Linked DNA regions of Columba livia: region 2 is linked to region 1. Evidence: chromatin contacts called from public Hi-C data. All regions are on one chromosome and are shown on one strand. Each heading gives the region's core, a stretch centred on a gene start, on an enhancer-like site or on the middle of the called end of the contact. The rest is flanking DNA. Distances are from core to core; before and after follow the strand shown. Region 1 overlaps KSR1 (kinase suppressor of ras 1). Region 2 holds the start of NF1 (neurofibromin 1).

The links. Hi-C and Micro-C count contacts between places; a contact is called where the count stands out from the background.
Region 2: a Hi-C map of crop shows a contact between it and region 1, with 3 times the contacts expected there. The contact joins the promoter of NF1 here to the enhancer-like site in region 1. A contact is called at or near these places in 2 of 2 Hi-C or Micro-C datasets (crop and liver).

What each region holds. Positions count from the first base shown.
Region 1 is chr20:784,186-790,877 of bColLiv1.pat.W.v2, forward strand. It overlaps KSR1 (kinase suppressor of ras 1), which reads right to left. Exons shown (of 20, transcript XM_065036650.1): 2 at 4,106-4,246. It overlaps LOC110359382 (a long non-coding RNA gene), which reads right to left. Exons shown (of 2, transcript XR_002414534.2): 2 at 5,795-6,050. Among named protein-coding and RNA genes, the nearest start is that of KSR1, 29 kb to the right of the region's middle. Within about 2 kb of position 1,631, at least 1 of the 3 cell types and tissues checked has an H3K27ac peak away from gene starts, as active enhancers do.
Region 2 is chr20:851,971-857,906 of bColLiv1.pat.W.v2, forward strand. It overlaps NF1 (neurofibromin 1), which reads left to right and starts at 4,086. Exons shown (of 58, transcript XM_065036651.1): 1 at 4,086-4,310. The coding sequence starts at 4,251. It overlaps LOC102086107, which reads left to right. Exons shown (of 5, transcript XR_010467305.1): 3 at 1-377; 4 at 1,558-1,669; 5 at 2,187-3,648.

The DNA of each region.
Region 1 (6,692 bases), core at 381-2,880:
CAGGTCTTGGGCATAAATGCTAAATGGGGAATGAGACAAGTTTCACAAGCAGACGGGAGGTATTAAAATATACATATATACACACATGAGGAGTCAGATACCTTCCTCCAATGGAAGGGGTGTAAAGCAGACCAAGCACAGGCCTGTGGCACCTGCTCCCACGGCCCGTGGTGGCGAAGCTCTGCCACCGCAGCCGCGCCGGGCAGGGGTCGGGGGGCTCTAAAAACAGCCTCCCGGGCGTGATTGACTGGAACCCCTGCTGCACGGGGAGCAGGGCTGGCTCTGACACGTTCCAGACGATGATGACTGTGTTCTTAAGTTACTTTTTAAGATGGTGACAAGTTATATGTGGGAACAAATACAATAATTATGTTTCTGGGAAAAACAACAGTAAAGGCAAAGAGGAATTTTTCCTGTGCTAAAGAAGATAAGCCAACAGAGATTTTTAACCCATTTTTTCTGGTAGACGAGCCTCAAGCCCAGAACCCAGTAAGTATCAAGAGCCCTCTCCCATCAGCCCAGGACAGTGCTCTGTTCACAGCGCCTTCCCCTCCTTCTCCCCCAGCTCCTGACTCCAGCTCTCAAGGGGGGCAGGACAATCCACCCGAGACCACTGCAGAGCTGATGGATGTCTTGTGTCTATGGTTCCTTGTCCTACCTCTTGTAGTTCTTAGTTCGGGTATCCCTTTCCCTAGTTTCAGCCCACAATACTTAACCATTTATGCATCATTTACGGTATTAAACTCCATGTACACAGTGCTAATCGATCTCTAGGATTCTATGCCAGCAACAAGGGCTCCAGCATTTCCTAGAAAAACACTTATAAAGAAAGTTACAGAACAATGCCAGCCCAGCTCCAGAGCAGAGCCCGCTCCACACTAGCCACCTTTGCTGTGATAAAAATCTGTCTGGCAACTGATTAGAGGAACAATAACAAAGAAACAGAAATAGCACCACTTGGGGTGGGGGTTCAAAGTTTCCTCACCCCTCGGAACTGCGTGTTCGCGGAGAGCAAACAGGATCCCGAACGCACTCGTGCTCAGCACCTACCTCCAGCTCCGCCAGCTCCGCGCACCACAGCCCCCTCACGCTGCGCAGCACCACCGGCTGACTCCTGTCCACGTCCGCGGGAGCTTTCGCTGCTGCCCAGCGCCATAAACAGTGCATTGTTGTTACTATAATCTCTCCCAGAACTAAAGGATTTTACAAGCAGTCATTATTCTTGTTTTAAATAAAGGTTTTCAAAGAAAGAAAGGATCCTGACAAGACAGCAATTGTAACAGCAAGAGCTTTCAAGCTTCACAATGTCTAGAGCAAGTCACTGAGCAAAAATAGTGTTTGCTCTGGACTAGAGGAGTCAGCAGATACTCTAAATTAGAGCCGGTGCTCTATTTCTGACAGGGGAGCCCGGAGCTGCTGTCCCTCCCTGCGTGGCAGCTTTATTTGGGAGAGGACTGGGGGAGAGAGGGGAGGGGAAGAGAGAGAGAAAAAGAGCATTGTTCCGCTAACCCCGCTAACGAACTGCTCGCAATTAGGCTGTTTTTCAAAGGTGTTATGTCACAGATTAGCAGAGTCTTGGTGCTCCCTCCAGCAGCACTGGAAATGCCCTGGGGATCACGGACCCGCTGCCCCCAATGCTCCCCAGCCCTTCGCACCTTCTCCAACCAGCCTCCAACCCCCAGAAGAGCGGCCCGTGCCCAGCGTGAATACACATCACAACACTGCAGGGCTGCTGCTTCTGTGTAACACGTTTGGATGCACTGAGAAGGAACCCCAGTATGGCTGTTCCAGGTTTACAGTGAGCTAACAGTGTCCTGGAGATGGAAAGTCACTCCCCAGTGCATGTTGTCTGACAGCCACGGAAGCAGATGGGACTCAAGCATCCCCGCTGCCACTGTCCGACCCACTCAGCCATCCCTGCCAGGGCTCCTGAACCGCCCCTCATGTCACAGGCAGTGTGCACTATGGGAAAACATTATGTATTTCCTAATAACTAACCTATCAAAGCTCCTTCTGTCAGAGAGTTCCATTCTGAAAGCGTACAGCTGCACCGCGGTTCGCATGCTGTATAAAATCCGAGCAGCAGCAGGAATGAGCCCATGACACCTGTAACAGTTCTGACAGACAACTCGTCCCCTGCACTGTGCTGGTGTCCGAGCATCAACAGGGGCTGCGTTGCTATTTGCTAAGCAGTGAAATAACAGGACACACACACACAAATATCACTGCAAGAGCAGAGCAGCAGGTTTATTAGCCCTGCTATTTCCATTTCCCCAGATTACAGCCTGTTCCAACGTGCCTACTCAAAAACAATTTGAACGACCCCATCCTGTGCAGCTACTCTAAATGCTGCAGAAGCTGCCCGCAGCTGCGTGAAATAGGAGCGGAACTTCTAAAAAACATCCATACATTCAGAATCACAGAGGAATTTAAATGCTTTGTACACCTCATATTTCTGTCCCAGAGAACAGAGGGAATATAGTTCATTACACTGGTCACTGACTGGGAGAGGGCAGCAAGAGAGCATGAATGAAATAATCAGCTGTCGGAATATGTTCTTACTGCCTCAGACCAAACCCGAGCTCGTCCGCCCCTGTGGTGACACCAGCCCGGGGCAGCGCCCGCTCGCTGCTCCTGCGCCCGCTGGACGGTGCAGCGCCCTGCGCCTCCTCCCTTCCCCCGCGCCGCAGCACCGAGGATTTGAAAAGAGCTACAAAGACATTCTTCTAGGCTCAGGCAATTCCAGTAACCTTAGAAACCAACAATAGTTGTGAGCCCGGCAGTTTGGCCACAGCAACCACTTTTCTGTTCTCCTGTCACTGCTGCACCTTTAGCTGCGCCACCCAAAGCCTGCAGGGCTGACGGCAGCATCGCGTTCACCATAAATAGTAGTAAATAAAAGGAACAGCTTGGTCCTCAACCCATTCCACCCCAGTCTGCTCAGCTGCATCAGGACCAAGCTGGCGTTACTTCCATGAAAATCTGCTGAATTTTTCAACTGGGTGGATTCCTGCTGAAGTTAAAGAAACTTGTTGCTTGTGTAAGGATCAAAGGACACTGTGTGAGAACTCTGTGATCACCCTGCGGGGCCAAAAGGGGGAAAAAGAATGGAAAAAGCCTTTTCTGCTTTGTTTAGCCACCAGTGGGCTGAGCTCTACTCGTGCTGCCGTTAACGCCACCCTGGATGGAGCTGTCTCCCATCCAGAGAGCACAGGGAAGCCACACACAGTCCAGAGCAAGGGAACAACGTCCCGTCAGTGCCCGGCGCGCCCTGCGGCCACCTGAACGTGGCTGGGACTTCAGGCCCCGCTTCCAAAAAAACCAACCAAACAAAAATAACCCCAACCAACCCAAAAAATTGTCAGAGAGAAGAGCCAGGGCCACGGCTTATCTGGTCTGTTTTATTCCAGCACAAGCGTCAGCTCATTCTGTGCAGTAACAAGGCTTGCAGCGATCTGCGTGTAAAGAATTAAACTGTAAGGATCAGAAGGAGCCGTGGTCTGCAAGTGTGAACAGCTGACGCCGACCACCACAGCCCGCCACAGCAGTTATTCACTGCATTCTTTGACACCGATGCCATGCGCTTTGGGATCGGTTTCAACCAGAGACGCTACCCGAGGGGGAAGGAGGGGAGTGTATAAAATGAACAAATCTCCCTTGTTTCTGAGCACAGACTCCCGCCCAGCCGAAATCCAGATCCAAGCCCACCTGCCCGCCACTGGGTGCAGTCTGCTGGGCTGTGCGGTCTGCGTGCGGCGTGAGGCTCCGCAGCCGCGACTCTGGGACAAACCCCTAAACTCCGACCCCTTTTGTTAGTCTAAGTTTAGATGGACACAGTGCTACTGGCTATTTTTGGATCTTCGCTAATTTATAATTGTGGCATGTACACTTTTAGAAGTAAGAAAACGCTAGGCTGTAGCAACTCAACATGTCTGTCCATTTGTTGGATATGTCAGTGCACAAAATTGTAACTCTTGGTCTTTTTTTGGCCAGTACTGGACCCAGACTATAGTACAGTACAGTATTATTATTATTATTATCTAAAAGTAAGTGCTGAAGTTATGGTGTCGGGCCGCATCTGTGTGGAGTGCTGTCCTCCCCTTACCTGCACAACCTCCTTCCTCACGTTGACGATGTCCAGCCAGTCGTGGAACCTCGGGTAGCTGTTGAGCTCCGCGGTGCGGTCGGTCAGGGGCACGCTCAGCTTGCACTGCCGCTGCCTGTGGATGTAGTCGATCAGCTTCACCTGCGGGATCCAGAGAGGACACCGTTAAGTGCCACGGGATCTGTCGTCATCTTCCTGGGCCATGTTCCTACAGAACCCAGCACCCGGGAAAGCAGCAGGACCGTCTGTGCAGTGGTTGGAACGTGGTCCGGCCAGCGGGACAGGCCCACGGGGAAGAGGGGCAGCTCGGCTCAGACTGTCGTCCCCTGTTTTAGTGTAGGACCTCCTGTCAGGCCAGATTTATTTTCCTGGAAGAAGGAGGAGATACCAGTACACTCTCTAAAGCCAGAGCTCCACACTTAGTTATATGTAACACTAATTAGATGCAAATGCCTTGAAGTAGCACATGACCCAGCATTAAAGCAGGGAGCTGCAGGCACCGACAGCAGCAAGAAAAAGTGTGGGAATCTGTTCCAAAAACCACGGTGGAAGGCAAGGTGGACTTAGCATGTATTTATAAACTAAAAATCACAAGCAAAAGAAATTACACCAAAAATGTACGGCGCCGCGTGACCCTGTAACAACGGGCAGTGTCACAAGGACAGCACGCTGCTCCGGCGGTACAGTCACTGCTCTCGTGTTCCCCACACAGCTCCTGTTTCCACGTCCCACCAAAGCACCGCGCTCGGTGGGACCCGGCGGCCCCGGCTGGGGGCGCGGCCCCACTGCAGCTCCGAGCCGAGCACCCGCGTCCCCGTGTGCACCGCGCGGCTCTGCCCCCGCTGCCCGCGCTCCCCGCAGCGCCGCCCCGACCACCTCTGCACTGCTTAGAAACATACGGGCTCAAACATTTTCACTCGACAAGCCTCATCCAGAGCACAAACTCCTGAAGGGATACTGCCGGGACGTGCTCTCTGCAGCACTGATTTCAGTGTCAAATCTTGGTTCTTCACTGGGATATAACACAAATGTAACTCTCAAACACGGAAAAGCAGTCTGACAGCACAGATCTGAGCGTCTTAGATTGCCCAGTCTGGTTTTCCCAGGATAATTCCTTCACATTGACTCTTCGAGTCCAAATCTGTTTTCCCCTAGTCCTATAAATAGTGTATTTGCATTCTCTTCCCACCCTACGTGCACCACGCTTCTCCCCTAGGATGAATTTCATTCTGTTATTTCCTGCCCAGACTTCTAACTAAACTGCATGGTTTGGCTTTAATAGCCGAGCTGTTGCAAAACCCTCTTCTGAGAATATAATAAAACTTCTGAGTTCAGTGACGCACATAAAAACCCACAAACAACATGCAGGTCTCCAACCACAAACGAGACGGAGAGATAAAGCCAACAGCAACCTATTCAGTGCCGGCTTGCCCAACGGCACATCCTCCTCATGGCAAATGGCGCAGCCGCGGCAGACACAGCGCTGCTCGGGAAAGAACAGGAGCAGGGAGGGACCGGGGCAGCAGGGCCGGGACACGGGACACGCGCACGGGACACCCGACACGGGATGCCCACACACCTGGCAAGGTAGGGCCCTGGATGCACATTCATCTCCTCCTTCGAGCACTTTTAAAATGAATATCCCTTTACAGCATATGTGAAAATCCATTTACAACAAACCTGCCATGCTTGTAGTTCTTTATTTATTTATACGAAGTAAACAGCAGCTCTCTGTCGATACAAGCCCGCCCGTACAAAGAGATCCAAGTCTCCAGATACAAGTCCACCCTGCCCGCGGCCTCCAGCCAGCCGCTGCAGTTCAAACGCCTGTGAACAGAGACCAGAGGCGCACGGTCCTCCAGCTGTGCGTCGGCAGATGTGGCACGAGAAAGCAACGGCGTCTGCAGAACCAGCTCACGGACACCCGGTGCAAAGTTCAGAGTCCCTGGCAAGCAAGGAGACATCACAAGCATGATTTGGAAGAATTCATGACTCAAACTGCAGCCCAAATATTCCTGACCTCTGGCTAATTTATCAGAAATCACATTCTAACTTGTCAGAGAATGTTATTAGTTATGGTCCCTAGCCAAAGAAATTAAGTTTCATGCATCTGGGGGTAAACTGTCTCTCAGTTTCTTGTCAATTATGTGTCATTCGTGTTTAGACAAGTGGCCTCTCGTTCCAGCAGTCACTAACATCTTAAACCTATTGCAGTCCTTGCACTTGGCCAAAGCCCAATCGGTCAGAACTTGGTGCAACTGATCCAAATAAACTGATCCTTCCGAATATCAAGAGTTGGAGACCAAGTTTGGTTCAGCCCTACATTTCATAACCAAATGCCATGTTTTCAAATTTTCACAAAACTTATCATGCCCACAGCTCTCCTGATGAGTTGAAACTACCCAATGTTTAGAAGAGGTTTTTTTGCAATACTCAAAACAAACAATTGCCATTATTTAATCAACACATCAATCGCATGTTCAAAAGCAAATCACTTCTCCTGTCCCAGGAGATGAAACCTCAGAGTCTGGCAGCATTCAAAGAGATGATAAATATGAGCTCACACCAATACTCCCCAGCCTACAAC
Region 2 (5,936 bases), core at 2,836-5,335, 70 kb after region 1:
GCCCAAGAGCAGGAGCTGTCACCACAACCAGACTGGAGCCTCCACGGGACAACCTGTCCCATCCATGCACTACCTGTCCCATCCATGCACTACCTGTCCCATCCATGTCACCACAGCCAGCCTGGAGCCTCCATGGGGCAACCTGTCCCATCCACGTCACTGCAGGTTGTTTGTGACCTCCTGAGGCCCGCCACCAGAGTCCGGTTCTGTATTCCGAGCACCGCAGGGTGGCCGGGCGGGACGACGTGCTCCGTTACTCCAGCAGCCTCCGTGGCACAAGAAGGAAAAGCTCCGTGTTGCCGTGAGTACTGAAGATACGCGGGCTGGTACGTAATAACTGCCTCGTGCAAGCCGTGCAGTGGGCAGTGTGTACACAGGTATGGCTTCACCTGTAATTACTGTCTATTTTGTACTATTTATAAATGTTTCCCAAATGAGACTGATGAGATTTCTAGTTCTATCTCTCTTGAAGTCACAGGTTGTACAGAAAATGTCTAATAAATAGCTCAGCAGGGTTTTAGGGGAGCATGACTTTTTGTCAGATGTCATTCTGGTGACGGGGGAGTGAGATGTATGTGTTGGGACCTATAGGGACTGATCGGCTGCAGAACAAAGGTGATTGCAGCTGCACATTCTGTCTGCCCGCAGCGCTGGCTCCGCAGGGCTCTGGCAGGGCTCTGGTCACTGGGGTTTTAAAGGCTGCGGGTTGCACAACTCCGCTGTGAGGGCGATGAACCGCCACGTGGACACTTACTCATGCCCGATTTCTTTCTGTGCAGCTCCTAATCTTTAAACTGCAGTTAGGATCTCTTCCATGCTAGTGTGATAAAGCCTCCTGTCTCACGAGACAGCTCAGTCAGTGCCCTTTTGGTCTAGACTTGAAGGTTGTGCCACCATGGCTGTGTTAAGAAAGGGTGTATTTTTTTTAATTTTAATGAGATCAATGTGCCAGTGCCAGTTCTGATGAAGATAGAGCCGCGCGGCTGTGCACGTGCACAGGACTGCATGGTATTTTTGCTCTTCAGAACAGAAACAGAATTGTATAGCAGCGCACCTATTTACGTATATGGAAGGAAAAGATGAAGTCTGTGATTCTGCCGGTCTAACACGGCAAAACATTTCAAGTGCAGTTCCATTGGGGGATGAAGGTGGGGGAAGCTCATGTGCTCCGCGGTGGAACCTTGTCCCTCCCTCCCGTGGCAGAGCCGCCGCTGCAGAAACCCCCGTGCCTTCCGTTCCGTAGGACGCCTGAGCTTCGGTGACATCTTGATAACGGACCGTTTCTTTGTGTCAGATCAAGTATCAGGGATTAAACTCCTGGTGTTTTGCATCCAAATGAGATTTCTACCGGAACAGAAATATTTGCATTTAGAAGTTGATTGTGTGGAACAACGCGCTACTGTTGTAATTATCCTTTGCTGATTACACTTTCCAGGATAAAGTTCCGGTGTGAATATTTTGTATAAAATCTCTAATTTCTCCAAAGTATAATCCATCATTCAGTGACGACTGTTAATCTAGTCGGATCATTCGCTTTGCTCTGCTCATGTTTGACAGATCGATTGCAGTCCGGGAGGAGCTGGGAGGCAGAGAACACAAAAGAGAATCTGTGGCTTCATCTTTTAGAAAAAGCTTCTTCACGTTTTGAAATGTATCCAGCCTGTTACAGGTGAGTCAGCGAGATGGAAAGAATGCAAAGAACACAAAACCACCGCTCATTTATCGGACAGAAAGAAGCACGGGCTGTTTTCCCCTCTAGTTATTAACACGAAGAGTGCAAATGTGAGGGATTTTGGTGGCCTCTCCTGCCCTCTAATGGGCGAAACTGCCGGAGCAGCGTCCCCTGCGCGCCCGGGGTGCGGGGTCACTGCACTGGGGGCTCTGACCCAGACCGGGGGTGCGGGGTCACTGCACTGGGGGCTCTGACCCAGACCGGGGGTGCGGGGTCACTGCACTGGGGGCTCTGACCCAGACCGGGGGTGCGGGGTCACTGCACTGGGGGCTCTGCCCCTGGGCCACCCCCTCCCTGCATTTAAAGCCGGCCTAAGGGCTCGGGAGATGCCCAGTGACCCCCCACCGCAAGCTCGGCAGGTCCTTCCTTCCCTCCCGTCCTTCCTCGTTTACTGAAGTTTGTTTGTTTAGCTTCACTTAAGTACAGTGAGAAAATATTTTTACGCTAATCCCAGTTTCCTCCAGAACACTACCCCATCCAGCAGGAGCTGAAACCAAACATGCACCTCACCCAGGAACGCCTCTGCACGTTGTGGAAGGTTTCCGGACCAAAGCTGATCAACAGAAACTGAAAAGTATCACTTAGCATATTTCAGACACTGCTGGGGTGTTTGGCGAATGCTGGGGAATGTGAGCAGTGAGACGCTGGGGAACACGAGCAGTGAGACGCTGGGGAACACGAGCAGTGAGACGCTGGGGAACACGAGCAGCTGTGGGTGCTGAGCGCAGTGAAGCGCCTGCTCCCGCGGGCTCTGGCTCGGACACCGCGCGGCAGAGCCCGGAGGACGTTGCTCGGTGCCGGTTCCGGTGCGAGGGCAGCGCTGGGGAGAACAAGGGGTGTTTCTGAGCGGCTGTGTCACACACGGCGCTGCGCTGGGCCCGGGCGGCCGAGCCCCCGTGCGCACAGACACGGAGGTTCAGGGACCCGCTCCATTGGCCACCCAGCTCAGCTGGGAGTTTGGTAATTAACCACGTACAGCCACGTATCATGTAGTATGAGTACGTACAACGGATGCACCAGAAGTCTTTTCTAGGACTCCAGACAACATTTAGCTTTAAAAATCTTTCTGAAGCACATTCACGCTGCCCCTTGTAATGCGCTCTAATGCAGAGGGATCAATAGCCTCTGCGCCACAGCAAATGGATAATACAAAATTCAGTGCACTTAACAGCCCAACATTAGACTTTGTAGTTTGTATAAATCAGAATGCTTTTTGCATTTCCTGAAAGGTACCACAAGTGGTACGGACAGAAACCTCCTATTTGTTCTTCAACCGCTTAGTTGTTTTTTCTTACATAAAATATTTGCAATTTATTTTCATGGTTTTATAAGACATGTGCCTCCTAAAATTTTTGCTGAGAACCGAGTTCCTGAGTTTGTTGCTAGGATGAAATGGAGTTGTTCATAGTGTAAATCCGAATTGCAGGACTTGCAGTGTTTGTTACTTACAGGGACGGAATACACACTGCAGAGTAGATTTCATGTTGCTGCTGCTGGTGACAACAACGCGTTCTGAGGACACGAGGGTGCCCAGGCCGAGGCCCCTGCGGGTGCAGTAACACAGTCCCTTTTCTTCTGCACTTCTTCCCTGCGCGTTTGCCAGCTTCCAGTCCTGTGCTCAGCTCTCTCCTCGGGTTGCACCTTTGTTTAAATTGCCGGAACTTTCCCGTGACTCTGCGCGGAAGGACGCGGGTTTGTGCTCCTGTCCACCCGCAGACAAAACTAACGAACGTTCCCCAAGGAAACGGGTGTTTGCGATGGCGGATCCTGCTGCTCAGGCACAGAGCAAAGCGCTGCCTGGGTGCTGGGGACACTTTGTGTGCGATATGCTGTGTGTTTTCAGTTACTGCTGGATCTCCGCAGAGAAGCCTCCAGATGTAGCAGAAGCCATTCAATAAACTCATTTATTAAACTAATTTATTAAAGAACTTTTTTTTAATTATAAAGCTAAAGTACAGCTCTACCCTCCAGTCGGTGTGCGGTACCGGAACTGCAGATGACACATGACCTCGTGGGTTACCGCAGCTATTGCATAGATACAGTTCGTACTATTGCGGCGCTTCGCGGAACCCGCGGGCAACGCCAAGCCCCGCCCCTCGGGCCCCACCCCTCAGGCTCCGCCCCTCACGCCCCGCCCCGCGGACGGCGCACGCGCAAAAGGCCCCGCCTCCCGCCACGCCCCTGGCCGCGCAGCCGCAGCCGCGGCGCGGGCGGGGCAGGGAGCGCAGGCGCGGTGTGGCCCCGCCCCCCGGCCGCGCAGGCGCGGCGCGTCCCCGGCGCCGCCGCTGGTGTGTCGGCGCTCCCCCTGGCGCGGCGGGCGCGGCGCTGCGCTCGGGCGGGCGGGGGCGGCTGCGCTCCCTTCCGGTGTGGTGTCATGGCGGGCCCTGCGCGCTGATGGCTGCGGGCAGCTGAGGGCCCCGGGGCGCCAGGGATACGGAGCCGCTCCCTCTGCCGGCGCCTCTCCTGCCGCCCGCCCTGCGGGGATCCGCCCCCCTCCCTGGCCGGGCCGGCGGGGGACATGGCGGCCCACAAGCCGGTGGAGTGGGTGCAGGCCGTGGTGAACCGCTTCGATGAGCAGGTAGCGGGGGCAGCCGGAGGTGGGGCCGGCGGCGGCGCGGGGCGGGCTGGGCGGGGGAGGCTGCCCCGGGCGGCGGGGGGAGCGCTGCCGCCCGCCTCTGGCCGTGCCGGGGCCGCGGTTGCTGGGCCGCGTTGCCCGGCCCGGCGGGTCCGCTCAGCCCCGGCCGGCGGCGGCTCCAGGGCCGCGGTGCTGGGCAGGCCGGGCGGGGCCGCTGCTGCCCGCCGGGCCGGTGGCCGCTCCGGCCGCGCTGCCGCTGCCCCGCGGTCCTGTGGGTGCCGAGGGGCCGCCCTGTGCCCGTCCGCTCGGGGCGATGGGTCTCTTCTGCGCAGGGAGCGGGGTGCTGTGCCTGGTTCCTCTTCACTCCTGCTCCCCCGCCTCTTCCAAATGTGTGTTTGCTTTTCCTAGACATTCCTGTGAAATTCACTTACTCACTTTACATCATCTTGTTCATCAGAAAGGAGGTGAAGCCTCAGGAGTGAGTGTGAGGAGGACTGCGTGGAGCTGCTCGGTCCATCCGGCCCTGCTCCCCGTGACATGACGGTGGATGTCAGTGTGGAACCTCATCCACATCACTGGGGCACGGTGCTGCGGGGTGAAGAGGCATTTTTAGCCAATCATGTTATAGCGATTGATATTTGCTTCCCTTTATAAAAGGAGTTTGGAGATGAGTTTTCTGAATGGAAGGAGGAGGGATTTGTTGGCCTTTGACTTTGTGTTTCACTGGTCCACGTGCAGAAACCGCTTGCTGGGGTTGGGTGGTGTGAGTGTCTCAGCGGGACCGGGCTCGGCGCGTGGGGTCCGTTCCGCTCCCAGGGCCGAGCTCGGCGCGTGGGGTCCGTTCTTCTCCCAGGGCCGAGCTCGGCGCGTGGGGTCCGTTCCGCTCCCAGGGCCGAGCTCGGTGCGTGGGGTCTGTTCCACTCCCAGGGCCGAGCTCGGTGCGTGGGGTCCGTTCCACTCCCAGGGCCGAGCTCGGTGCGTGGGGTCCGTTCCTCTCGCAGGGCCGAGCTCGGTGCGTGGGGTCTGTTCCACTCCCAGGTGCGTTCCTGGCGGGGGCTGCGCTGGTCTGGGCTGGGGGCTCAGTCTGGGTGTGATCTGGCTCCGTTTGCTGTCCTGTGCACGGCCTTTGTGCACACAGGACGCAGCTCTGAGACCCGCTCGCTGTCGTGTCCATCGAAACATGAACCTGGTTCTGTAGACTGAGTTTTGTTCACCTGCCTCGTAGTCATCTGTCCCTCTCAGTGGTGTTTGGGAAAGATCATGGCCTGGTTGAATAGAAACAAACTATTCCTTTTTACATTAAAGCTGCTTGAAATGAAGTTTGTTTAAAAAAGGAAAATATAAGACTTTGTCTTTCAACATTAAAATGATGCAGATTTTTCCAATACATTTTAGGCGTATTTGCATAGTTAACTTATTCCCCCCCCCTTATCTTGAGTCATAGATCATTTTTTCCGTAAGCTGAAGAAGCATGGTACTGATTATGCTCCCAATAATGCGAGAAAATGCTGCTCTGTGTAGTGGTGTTAAAAGGCCCCCGGCTTTGTCCTTTGCTCTGTTATGGATGTGTGGAACTGGGCTTGCCAGCAGCTGGTAGGAGTTAAGAACTTCAACTTTTTAAATAGAATT